Regions from separate parts of the Mus musculus genome. Here region 1 is linked to region 2. The links are chromatin contacts, called in public Hi-C maps. All regions are on one chromosome and are shown on one strand. The core of a region is the stretch at or near the end of the contact, and the rest is flanking DNA. Distances in the headings are between cores, read along the strand shown. Region 1 overlaps Dlg2 (discs large MAGUK scaffold protein 2). Region 2 overlaps Dlg2 (discs large MAGUK scaffold protein 2).

Evidence for each region. Hi-C and Micro-C count contacts between places; a contact is called where the count stands out from the background.
Region 1: a Hi-C map of the N1E-115 cell line shows a contact between it and region 2, with 3 times the contacts expected there. The contact joins two enhancer-like sites. A contact is called at or near these places in 2 of 39 promoter capture datasets (the 3T3-L1 cell line and the C10 cell line), 5 of 15 datasets of contacts at CTCF or cohesin (the NIH/3T3 cell line, embryonic stem cells, pro-B cells and 1 more), 129 of 484 Hi-C or Micro-C datasets (the 3T3-L1 cell line, 3T3-L1-derived adipocytes, the AML12 cell line and 72 more) and 11 of 115 datasets of contacts at active chromatin or transcription factors (the 230-238 cell line, PVALB interneurons, astrocytes and 7 more).

Annotation. Positions count from the first base shown.
Region 1 is chr7:92,023,613-92,030,853 of GRCm38.p6, forward strand. All of the region lies in intron 10 of Dlg2 (discs large MAGUK scaffold protein 2), which reads left to right. Among named protein-coding and RNA genes, the nearest start is that of Gm32353, 70 kb to the left of the region's middle. Within about 2 kb of position 1,504, at least 10 of the 459 cell types and tissues checked have an H3K27ac peak or open chromatin away from gene starts, as enhancers often do. A contact at or near this core is called in the N1E-115 cell line, where this site is marked.
Region 2 is chr7:91,441,443-91,447,832 of GRCm38.p6, forward strand. All of the region lies in intron 1 of Dlg2 (discs large MAGUK scaffold protein 2), which reads left to right. Among named protein-coding and RNA genes, the nearest start is that of Gm24552, 200 kb to the left of the region's middle. Within about 2 kb of position 1,594, at least 42 of the 459 cell types and tissues checked have an H3K27ac peak or open chromatin away from gene starts, as enhancers often do. A contact at or near this core is called in the N1E-115 cell line, where this site is marked.

The DNA.
Region 1 (7,241 bases), core at 254-2,753, 580 kb after region 2:
GATGGCTCCTGCTATGGAAGTGAGGTGGTGAATGTGACTCCAGCTAATTTACCCATAAACTCTCAGGTGTGACAGATTTGCCCTTGGTGCCCAATTTCCACGGCCCAGAGTTGGCAGTGAGAGTCAGTCATCTATTCAAAAATTATTATCTTTGGTACTACTTTATCAAATGATTCAGCTTGAAAATACCCTCATCTATCCTGTATAAAATATATCCTACTTAGTGTATACATTCAACCATCTGGCAACTGGTTATGGTTGCTGTTTAATCATCACCTCTCAAAACAGAAAGGTTCTTTTGTGTATTTACAGAGTTTGGTAAGATTGTCAAAAAAGAAATGTCGACAACGGTAACCATATTATGCCATAGTCATATTTTTCTGGATATATGAGGATATAAAACAGAATAAGTATTCCTTGAGGAAATAGCAAAGCTGAGAGAAACATTTTATTGGTCTAGAAATATCTGGAAGGTGTTAATATCTGACAAAGACAAGATTTATGTAGCTAAGATAGAAGTAGGTGGGTTGTATAAAAGTAATTGGAGAAAAACTTAAATCACATAAAACTTTAAATAGATTATTGAGGGGAATACTTTGCATATGATATGAACTTTTAAGAAGCATTTAATAAAAAGTGGTCATAAGAAAAACTGAGAAAAGAAAGCAATACTGTCAAATACCATGTACTTGAGCAATGTTAATAGAAGCTCCTAAAAGTTGTTTTAAAAACTTCTCTCATCAGTAGACTTGTGATAAATGGCAAAATCATCTTTATGATTTTCTGTCTTATGGTCTGTGTAAAACAAAATCATAATTTGCTATTTAAAGCACAAAGTTTCCCATAAGCACTTTTAGCATGAGGAAATCAATCATTTATAGACTTCTTAGAGCTACAGAAATTTAGAATTTAAAGGAGACATTTTTATATTTAAATATTCAGTATCTATACGTATGTTCATATATCTGTCTACATATAAAATGCTTATAGAGGTCATTTAATATTGTCACTCAACCTAAAATCCCATGTTTTAGTACAGACTTTTTTTAAGATTTACTTATTCGTTTTATGTATATGAGTACACAGTCGCTGTCTTCAGACACACCAGAAGAGGGCATCAGTACCCATTTCAGATGGCTGTGAGCCACCATGTGGTTGCTGGGATTTGAACACAGGACCTCTTGAAAGAGTAGACAGCTCTCTTAACCCCTGAGCCATCTCCCCAGCCCCTAAACCTTTATTATTTTGATGCAAAAAGCCTAGGCAGTGTTTTATTTTACCTAAACTTGATTTCAGTTTTAATCCTTGAACTTCTGATCCTCCTGTCTTCCTTCCCCAGAACTGGGATTAAAGGTGGGTGAATATCAGCCTGGTTTATGAAGTGCTAGGGATCCAATCCAAGGCTTCTTGCCTTCTAATCAAGCACTCTACCAACCAAGCCACACCTCAGCCTGCTAAACATTTTTTGTTTTGTTTTTCCTTATCTGTACTGTCTGTGAGTAGTCACTCAGTGTTCAACAGTTGGCAGTCTTAAAGGTCCTTTGTATAGAGAGAATTCAGAGCGGTTAGAAGCAGCCTTTGAACTTCAACAAATGAGAAGAGAATAACTGTTACTGAATTTTAAATTTTTTATTAATTCTTTGAGAGTTTACTACAACATGTTCTAATCATATTTACACCTCCCCTCTAACATTTTCCATACCCACCTTTCCCACCTACCCACCTCATTTTGTGTCCCTCATTTTGTGACTCTACAGCAAGAGGTGGGTTGCATGGCCACCTCCTCTCTCTGTGCTGGGTTGTGGCCTGGCTTGTGTTTGCACTGTTTTTCTGCATGCTGCTGCAACTGCTGTAAGTGCATGTGTGCAACTGCCCTGGTGTGTCCAGGAGACATGGTTTCCTCTGGTTCTTACACTCCTTCTGCTCTATAAATCCTGGGAGGAGATTATGTGCATATGTATGCATAGAATATGCATACCCTTCAGAGCTGGACGTTCAGCAGTCTCTTGGACTCTGTACTTCAACCATTTGTGTGTCTCTGTGTTAATCATTATCTATTACAAATAGCCTTTCAGATAATGGGTATAATGATGGGATTGGTCTAATGCTATGTCTATTTAGCATAATAATACTAGGAGGTTTTTTTTCCTCTAGGTCCTATTACCAATCTAGCCATAAATTCTTGACCTTGCTAACAGTGTCAGGTGTGGGTTTTAGCTTGTAGAGAAGGAAGTCAAGCAGAAAGTGGTTGATCACTCTCACTATTACTCTAGTGGGTGTGTTTTTCCAGGCCAGCCATTACTGTAGGCAATAAGCTTCACTGTGGCTGGCTATGACTGAGGTGTACTTCCCTTCCATTAATATGCATAGCATGTTCCAGCACCATAAAAGCTAACCGGTTGACTGTTCCATGTCTTATGATCTAAGTATGTGCTATCTTACCATCAAGTTTGGCCATAACCAAAAGCAACAACAATAGGCTTACTGTTTATGGTCTAGAGGAATCACTGGCCAAGAACTCTCAAAAAAGTCACCCATTCACAGCACTAGACTGTTTATTCGTTAGCCTGTGCTGTCTAGTAAGGACATTGTTGCCCTGAAATAGAGTAATTCCATCACATCTTCTCTCTCTCTCTCCCTCCCTCTCTCTCCCTCCTTCTCCCACTCGCTCTCTCCCTCCCTCTCTATGTCTCTGTCTGTCTCTCTGTCTCTGTTTGTCTCTGTCTCTCTCTCTCTGTGTGCATTATGTGTGTGTTAGAAAATTTCTACAGTAGTACCTTTCTATACATCTTTTTTGAAATGTTCTTAATCCTATTTATCCTTCCCCACACACCCTCCTCTACCCTGCCTTCCACTTCCCCCATCCCACTTTAACTAATAACTGGACCTTTGTTTCCTGTTAACCCTTTACAGCAGTTCTGTTCCCCTCCTTTGTAATCCCCTCCCCATGGCCTCTTAGTAGTTTCCTGTGGCCTAGAATGGTCACTGATTTGACATAGTGTTATAAGCAGGAAGTAGATATTTTCATAATTATTTTGTTTTTACTCTGTTACTTGCAGCTATAATACAAGTCAATGAAAATAGGATTTTTGCTTGTTACTTATTTTTCATCAGTTTTATTCCTATATTCTAGGGAATATATATAACACACATTAGGTATATAGTAAATATTTGTGATGAAAGACTGATTATGTGAATAATTCCACCTCTATTTTACCCAGACCTGCTCCTTTCACCCTCTACGCTAATTAATATAATTTCAATATCCAAGTTAAAACTAAAAGCTTATTTGAAGGGTAGAGGCTCAAAGACTGTCTGAAGTGATTTAAATTTTGCATATCCGTGCTGTGATGGAAGGCCTAGCTTGGAATTTGATGGGTTTACCTTAAAAAAATATTTTAGACTCAGTAGCTAGTAAAGCATACTGGAAAACACTCTTTTGGGATAGTTCACGCCTGTCCCTTTAAATCGACTCTTCGTATCAGTTTTATCATTTGCTTCTTTCTTAATAATTGACTTGGCTAAAAAGCTTCACCTCTAACTACTGTAAACCATCAATAGTCCCAATGCAAGGGATGGGACAAAGCCTGGTCAGCAGCTGAATCGTGCCCATGCTCTCTCATGCCCCATCACAGAGAACTCTGTGCAGATGGGCAGCAGCGCCTCCTAGCGGCCGAAATGTGTGAAGTATCCTAGAATGTAAAATTGAGAACACAGAGTTTTGTGATCTATCACTAGAAAAGGTGATTATGTCTCTGCATTTGTCAAGCTTTAAATTTTTCTCTAAAATGCTTTTGTTAAAGTTTTACAAAGCATATTTGAAATTAAAACATCTATTTCAAGTATATAATTCAGTGAGTTTCAGTGACTTTATCCAGTGGTGTATCCATTCCAGAAACAAAAAAAGGCATTTTTATCTCCAGTCAGAATCTAAAGATCCATTTTTAATTTCTTTCTTTTCCTTTCTCTCCCAGACCCAAACACCAGACTGGTTTCTTTTGTGCCTTTTTATGAGTCTTTTTTTTTTTTCTTTTCTGTCTGTTTCCCTGATGTTTGTGAATGACACGTTCTTACTGTGTAGCCAAAACTGTCCTCAAATTTGTGATTCTTCTGTGTCACCTTCCCAAACGTAGGGATCACACACACACACACACACACACACACACACACACACACACACACACACACACATAGCCTTTATATTTTCTTAACATTCATAGTACGCTTTTTACCAGTGGCTTATTTATTTCATTATAATCACTGTAATAAGATGCCTAAAAAGATTTACCTTAAGGGACAAAGGCCTTATTTTTAGCTTACAGCATGATGCAATAGTTCACCATAGAGAGGAGGGAATGGTGAGAAAAGTGACTTCCAGATGTGGAAGCCAAGTGTGAAAGGCAGCAGGTCACACTGCAGCTATAGTCTGGACTTAGAGAGAAATAAATTCTGACATTTCCCTTGCTCTTCCCTCTTTTCTTTCTTATTCAGGCCAATGCACCTGCCTTTGTAATGATATCACCCTCATTTATATGACATTTATCTTCCTCAACTAAATCGCTCTGGAAACACAGTGTGTGCGAGTGATAGATATTCCTAGGTGATTTTGAATCTAGTAAAGTTGACACTGAAGATCGGCCGTCACAACTAGCTAGAGAATGCGTTAAGAATGTTTGTTTAAGAGGTCAAACGATCTTATTTCTTTTCCGTTCTATTTGTTTAACCTGAACAAATAAGGATGATTCATCTTTCACAAACTGAGCTAAACTGATATTTGACAGCAACAACAGTGAGCATCTCCATGTGGGCAGATGAGGGCTGTGTAATGCAATGCCCAGCTGCACTGATGACTCTCAGCCTTGTTTAAGGGGCCCCAACTGTGGACAGCAGTAAACCCTGTAATGCCCTGTTATGGCCCATTGCTTACTTCACTTACATCTGTAATTTTTATGGCTTCCATTTCATTTAGGCATCTCCAATAAGGCATAAGGTTATTGGAGCAGAACAGAATCAATTTATTGTCATTTTCATACATTAAAACCCACGGCATATTTTATTGCAAGATTAAAGTTCACCATTGTATTCTCCAGTGACAGTGAGTGGGTTTCTCTCTCATTTTTATTACTCTTGTGTCAAGAAATTGAGATCTGACAGAAAATGTATATTAATTGCACCCTTTGATCATTGTGTTCTACATATCAAAGATTTCTGGTATATTTTCTATTTGGTTTTAGTGTATGTAATTCCCAATGGTGTTGCTTGGCAAAAATGAACATATTTGCCTTTGAAGTCCAGTGAAAATCGGGTGACAAACATTGTGGTGCTCAGCTCAACAGACAAGGATTGTGCTGACATACCGTGAGATAATGCAACGTGTAAGGCATCAATCATGATGTCACCAAGATGCTCGAAATCTAGTTAGAGAAATAGGTGGTTTTAAAATAGTGATTTAGTATAATATGGAAATGACTTGCTCCGGATGTTTCTAGTGCTGAGGAATTGGCTTAGAAGTTAGGGAAGCTCTCACAGATCTTTTTATGTATGAGATATGTCCTGATGGGTGAACAGCAACACATGGGCAAAACAGACTCGGCCTCCAAACCCATATCTTCTGCTGGTGAAGTGTAGCCCAGTTATCAAGTCTCATACAGAAAGGACCCAGAAGAAAGTCAGTACCCAGTACCCAGTACCCAGTACCCAGTACCCAGTACCCAGCACCCAGTACCCAGGATCATGTCAAACATGGCTGGTGTGCTTTCAGAGTATCTAAAAATGACTCTTGTTCACAAGTTACACTTCGCTAAAGAGTATTTCTGCCAGGGCATTAATCTAGAACTTAGCAAGGTGGTGGTACAACCCTTTAATCATAGCACTCAGGAGGCAGAGGCAAGAAGATCTCTGTTAGAGGCCAGTCTGGTCTACAGAGCTACTAGTTCCAGAACAGTCAGTCACACACACACACACACACACACACACACACACAAACCCTGTCTCTAAAAAAAAAAAAAAAACAAAAAAACAAAAAAAAAAAAACAAAGGTAGAACTTCTTAGATGGGTGATGATTTCTAATAGATGCATGTTCATCAACGGTTCCCGCCCTTCCTAATGCCATGATCTTTTAATTCAGTTTCTCGTGGTGTGGTGAATTCATAACCATAAAAATTTTTTGTTACTACTTCATAACTTTAATTTTTCTACTGTTATGAATCTAACATTTATATCTGTGTTTTCTTATGGTCTTGGGCCACCCCTTTAAAAGAGTCTTTCAACGCTCCCACAAAACGAGGTCATGATGCATAAATTGATAACCACCGAGATACACATTATTTAAAGTTATTCTAAATGATCTGAGTAGAATATTTATAAATTTGAAGCTCCAAAAAGGAAAACACAAGTAGTTCAATGAGAATACATCCTCAAAAGCATTAAGATAAGTATAACCTTTTCAAAAAAAAAGAGTTATTTCCCATACATACAATACCAATACCTTTTCCCCTAATAATCTGCAAACTTCTGGACTAAGAAAAAAAAATCTCTTCCTTTTCTTTTTCTCTTCCTTGTCACTTGATCACTATTTTTTGTGGCTCTTATAGCACATTGTCAAATTTCAGTAGAATCGGAAACGTTCAATGAAAAAATGTTGAATGCTACAAAGAAACAGTAAATCATTTAGTGTGTGAGGTGATGGTGGATTTGAGACAGCATGGACTATTGTCTTCCATATACTCAGAAGCTAATAAATATCCACTGAATGAAGTATGAGTAAGGATGTGCAGTGATACAATTTGGATATTGATGAAACAATTTGTAGCACTTATAACCAATGACAAGAGCAGGATAGGAAATGCCAAGACTCTGAAGAACACAGTTACCCATCGGGGTTATGGCAGGATGCTCCTTCTGTAGCAGAGCCAACATGTTATTCTTAGGTATTTTGAAGAATCGTAGTTCTGGGAAACAATAAAGAAAGCAAGATACATAGGATAGTATAAGTTATATTAAAGTGATTAGCTTTGACTTTAACCATGGTGTAAAATAACTCTGAATGTGTTTTTGAGCATACATTGATCTCAGAGGTCTTCCCTAATATGTATAAACTTAAACACATACATATGAGCACATACATCTGTACACACATGTGCACGCACATGCAGACAGGAAACACACATAATGTGTATGATAAAAGTATATTCTTTATCTTTATGTACTCAAGGAAAGCAAGCAATAATCTCAAAGGGTA
Region 2 (6,390 bases), core at 344-2,843:
ATCACTACAAGTCATTTACAGCATCAAATGCCTTAGAAAAACAATTTAGGCTACCTACTGATTATACACAAGGGTATAAAATATCTCCTAAGTCGTTCCATGTAATGCCACTTGGCAGATTCCTGTGATATAGGCATGTTCCTACTCTTTCAGTGAGTCGTAGAGACTTTAATGAGTTTCCCAAGATTATGTGGTAGGTGATGGACTAGGAGCTATCCAAATCATCTCTTCAGAACATGACTCTTAGCCACTACTGAGATTTTATGAGGTTACTTAAGTTCAGTGGCCTCAGGAGTGGAAGGATAAGAATTCAAATAATTGTTCATATTTCTCTTCTTATTGCTGATAGAAACAGCTGAATGAAAGTTTACTCTCGGGCGGGAGGGGGGCTACACTCTTTTTTATTTCTATAACAAAGCTGAAAACTGCAACGTTCTTCAGATTTCATGAAATGGGGGAGTCACCATTTGTCCTGAACCTTAGTGCGCACCTGGAATACAGTGTTGTATTCAACTCCTCTACTTTTGTGAAATAAACCCTGTTTCTTTTATGCATAACTGTAGTTAAATGACGCTCAGAGATACTCAAGAACTTCCCAAAGGTCTCCCAGGAGGCAAGTGTCAGAATGGAAGTTTGGACTCATGTTTCCATAGCTAGAACAGACTTTTCCTCGACCATGTTGGGCTGCAGCTTGCTGTCTTGAAACATATTTTCACAGTGTATTTTGAAGATCCTCTAAGCCTCTTTCCTTCACACTTGGAAATCAGAGTGACATCTTCTCTGTCCAGTTCTGAGAACTACCTGAGAAAAGACCATTTAAAATTAGCCTTTTAGTCTAAAAAATAAAAACAAAATCAAAACAACAACAACAACAACAACAAAAACCTGTGTGCTACCTATGTAGATTTAATTCACAACACTGCACCTCAGACTGGGGTTCCATTTTGATATAAGTCTTAGTTAGGGTTTCCATGGGTATGAAAAGACACATGACCAAGGGAACATTTAAATGGGGACGACATTTAATTGAGGATAGCTCACAGGTTCAGGAGGTTCACTCCATTATCATCATACCAGGAAGGCAGAGTCCAGGAAGGCATGAAGCTGGAGAAGGAGCTAAGAGTTCTACATCTTTATCCAAGGAAGCCAGGAGCAGACCGGCTCCCACGAGGTTAGGGAGGTAATCATTGCCCGCCCCTACAGTGACCTACTTCCTCCAAAAAGGCCACACCTACCCCAAAAAGTTACACCTCTTAAATAGTGCCACTCCCTGGGCCAAACATATTCAAAACATCACGACATATTCAAAGAAATCAGGTCTGTTTAACTCTTGGGTGACTCCCTGGGTGAATCTGGCTTCCCTTGAATCTGGACCCAGCTCAGGAAAAGACTGTACTCCTGACTGGGCTTCTAGAATCTTCTCTGGACAGATGGAGGGCAGCCCAAAGTAACAGTAGGGTCTCTCTTGATTATTCAAATCATCAGTGCTTTAAAAAGAATCTTGAGAGCCGTTAAATATTCATGAAGGCATCCTTGCTGGCAGCTTCTCCATTGTAGGTAATTACAGAGGGTTTAAAATATCTGACGTTGCTTGGAAGCGCACAAAGCTCTGTCAGCTGCAAGCAGACAGCTGATTTGTAATTTAATTAACATCCTGGCTCATCCTGTTCTCTGTGGCAAAAAGCAAGCTAGTATTTCCTTTTAGTCGAGTGTTTGTCTGAAAAAAAAATTCAAGCTAAGTGCCTGGAAGAGTGGGTCATCTCTCACTCCAGTGCTCTTCTTGCCCATGTCCTGCTCCAAATCTGATTAAAAAAAAAAAAAAAAAAGAAAGAAAACGTCTTCTTCTCAAGTGTTCACTGGGCTAGCCAACATGGCTGCCTGTGGGTTATTTTCTTAAAGGTGCAAAGGCGAGAGAGAAAGAGAGACAGAGACAGCATCGGAGACAGAGAGAGGTCAGTAAGCTTTGACCTACTTTTTCCCCCCAGGTCTTTGAATAATAGATTTGCAGACAGACTGGGCCAGACAATTCATTCAACATTTATTGCGAACCCACTTGGTATCAGGTACTGCAATCAGGGTTGAACAAAAACAATTAGGGGCCTTCTTCCTACACACGTGTCAGTCCATGGGGCAAAGAAACATCACGAAAATGATCACAGAAATGTTGCCCCCCTGAAAGATGACAAAGGGAGGAGCAGTGCAGTGGAGGATGAAGACACACGAGAGAAACAGTGAAAATTATGTAATATCTGTCTCACTCTTTCTCTTCCCATATTCCTTCTATTCCTTTACATCTGAGAAGAAAGAGAAGCCTGATCTAGTCAAAGTGCCATTCAAGAATTTAGTTTAAATTAATAAAGTGAACATACAAAAAAAGAATCAATGAGCTGACCCATTCACTACACTGAGGAGTCTTTATCTTCTCTTTCTTCTGCTCCTTGTTGTCAGCCACCACCTTCTATACCCAGCCCCCACCTCCACCCCCTGTTTTCCCCACTTGTTTGTTCCTGAAATGTAGCAAGGTGAGAAGGCTGCAGCAGGTGCAGGGCGTGGCTGGACACAGGTTAAGGGTCACAGGCCCACCAAGAAAAATAGAACGGAGCTGGAAAAATGCCAGCTCTCTACTCACAGGCCTCAAATAAGTCAAATATCTACAATGATCAGACTTTATGAATAACACACACCCCACTTAACACGCCTGGCAGTTCTGCTGAACTGTTGGGAGAGGAAATAAAAGCCCATACTTTTCCAGAGTTCATTTCTTGAGCCTGCTTCCTTCTCCCAGCTGGTTATTTTCTGTGTTCTGAGTTGAATTTACATATTTCCTAGGAATCATCACTTCCTTTGCAGATTTGTTATTTATTTCATATTCTCACTGACTCTACACTTCTTCTGAAATAGGTTTTTCCTGTTTGCGAAATAACTCCTTTTTCAAAGAAGTTTTCTCTCAGCAAAGTCCCTCAGCCAACTGACTCTGGAGCGTTCTGGTTGAACATTATGGGAGATAAAAGTAAAGATTTGCTTTTCAACCCTTGGAGAGCTTAGGTGACAAAAAGAAATGAGATTTGACACAGAGAATACTGGTTTTCCGTACAATTAACAGAAGCAACTTTAGCAATTTCTACATATCAGGCTAGTGTAAGCAGAATTATTTCTTAATCTCAAACCTGCTTCACCCCATAGCTTTAAGCCTTACATAGCAAACCTCTTTCAAATTCTTTGCAATGTGTTTTCTGGTTGTATCTTATAGATGTACGATGTTGTGGTATCACCAAGAACTCAGAAGCACACATACATGTTCTGGCTTTCCTTGGCTTTTGATTTATATCACACACACCCACTTTGATCTTCTTCCCTACCTCCCTCTCTTTCTATCTCCATATTTCTCTCCTTCCTTGATCTTCTGTCTTGTGCCAACCCAGGCTGCTAGTCGGAAAGGAGAGTAGAGTACTTTTTGTTCAACAAAAGATAAACAGATTTTTATTTATGAGAACTTGGCAGACTTCCAGCTTCTGGATCAACTCTGATCTGCTCTGCCAGCCTAGCACCCCCTTCCAAACTGCCAGAGAACCTCCTGTGCTAGACTAAGACTGTTTATGGTCCTCTGAGTTCTAGGCACTTCCGGATGGTTCTGGCTCGCACACTAAGGTCTAATGTGCTATGCAGACCCTAGCAAGACTTCTTAATTTTAATCCATTCACATGAGAGACAGCAGTAGCTAAAAAAAAGATGAAGATATTTGCATGCACGTTCTGCTTGGTGGGCTTTTTTATTAGATAGACTGGATCATTGATCAAATAATTTAAAGTCAATTCTGTTAAACTTACAGATATGGATCTCTCATTTTGTGTCATATAGGCACTCAAATGTCCAACACATAAATGTATTTCTGATTCGTAGCCATCATGTACTGTAGATACATGGGAAAGCAATTAATAGTATAGCCATTAATCACTGATAAGAATCAGTACAGAATGTTATTCTACATACAAGAAGAGACAAGAAAGATACGTTGACATTCCTAACAGTCACAGAAATGCTATGCACCTTCTTGGATCTGATTATTGCAGCTATAAAAGCTGATTTGTTTAAATCCTGTGTTGAGTGAAGTTTAACCTTAAGAACAGGGAGAAGGAGTCTTGAAGACAAAGACAAAATTCTCCAAGTAAAATTGACATAGAAGAGATAGTAACATAGAACTCCTGGCTAGTAGCATTGCTCCTGCCTCTATTCTCATTAAAGATAAAGGAAGGGATGTTTCTTGACAAAGGGTATGGGTTTTTGTTTATTTTGTTGTTTTGTCTTCAAGTAGAGTGTTCTCAAATAGATGACACTGAAGCATGGAGCTAAGAAGAGTAATTCACAGATTTCAAGTCAGAGGCCATTCCTAATAGCCTCCCTTCTCTGCCACCACCACAAACCTTCCAAAAGAGCCCCGAGTGGCATTAGTAACTTCCCAAGCATCTGTAGAATGAAAGATGACTAAGCTGACTCAGAATCTCCTATAAAGCTGTGATCCCAACAGAATTGTTCAATCTCCCTTGTTAGGTGAACACCTTGGGAATGTGTTTTTCACATCAGGTACAGTTTCTTAATATCAGTATTAGTTTTTCAGGTAACTTCTAGGTACATAGGAGAGAGGAGTTTTTCATTATCCAAGGGATATCTTACCAAGAAGTGAATAGACATGAACTTTGAAAAGATATTTCTATGGGTTTAGGTAGAGGGACAGGTTACCAAGACAACATGGTTACTTTTCTTGCTTGTGATAAATTTCTGATACACATGTTTTTTTTTTTTTTTCCTTATGTCCAGGTCACTGTATAATTAAGGCAGGCCTTGAACTTGTGACCTTCGAATGCCTTTGTGCTGTGTATAAAATTTCATTCTCCTTATATATCCATTGAGATCCCATCTTAAGCTTGGAAGCTTCAGGCAAAGTTGATTCTGTTCAATTTTTGCTTCCATAGAATTTGATTCTGTATGTGGCCATCATCACTGTCTACAGTGGTTTAACTGTGTATATGGATAACTCAATTGAAATCTTGTATCATTCTTGACTACAAAACTTTGTTGAACAAACAATATGGTTGTGATTCTCCTTAAAGTTGGTTTTATAATGCTTTATAATGCAAAAAGTTATATCCAGCAAATATTTCTGTATCTCAACATGCTAAAACCTATGTATTCCCTCAATTTCCTCAAAAGACATGAACAACTCCATTAAGCAAACAACTGTTCAACATACATGATAGATACTTATCTAAGGAGTTTGAGATGTTAACCCAGATTGGCAGAAAAATTGGAAACACACCTATACCATAAAGGATTATAACTTTTCAAGCATAAGAAGCTATGAGAACAGTTTAAGATAAAAAGTTGGATGGATCACAGGGCCCCCAATGGAGGAGCTAGAGAAAGTAACCAAGGAACTAAAGGGATTTGCAACCCTATAGGTGGAACAACAATATGAACTAACCAGTACCCCCCTGGAGCTCATGTCTCTAGCTGCATATGTATCAGAAGATGGCCTAGTCAGCCATCACTGAAAAGAGAGGCCCATTGGTTGTGCAAACTTTATATACCTCAGTACAGGGGAACACCAGGGCCAAGAAGTGGGAGTGGGTGGTTTGGGGAGTGGGTGGGGGAGCGTGTGGGGGACTTTTGGGATAGCATTGGAAATGCAAATGAAATAAATACCTAAAAAAAGAATAATCATGCTACAATTCATAGACCCAGAGAGGCAAAGTATTAGAGAGGAATAAATAACATATATACTAAATATATTGAATAAATAATATATACGGAAAAAAGATAAAAAGTTATATACAACTGTTACATAATCAGATGAAGCTACGGTACAACGTGGAGTTTTATGACAGGGTCTTACTATGCTATGTAGCCCTCTGGCCAAAAGCCTGGGCTTGCTTCAAACTCACAATTCTCTTTCCTCTGCCTCCCTAATCCTGTCATTAGAGTTGTGACCCAACCATTCCTGGCTAAACCATATACTTTTCTAAGTGGTCAAGATAATAAAAATTATATTGTATATAATTTGCTGAAGTTAAAAGAATACTTTAAGTCTATTTATGATGTTGCTGTAGTTCATAGCCACTCAGAATGGAGAGAGAAAAACTCAGAAGTGATTGAGGTCTGGCTCATGCAGTGGTGCTGACAGCCGCTCATCACAGAAGGAAACTTGAACTCTGTAGGCAATGGCAGCCATGACATTTGTCTTCTTCCAGTGAAAACATAACTGATTTAGATAGCCTATACTTCGGAGGGAGAGTTCCTCCTCAAATTATTCATAGCATTAGAGGCCCCTTGGTCTAGCAAACTTTATATGCCCCAGTACACGGGAAAGCCAGGACCAAGAAGTGGGAGTGGGTG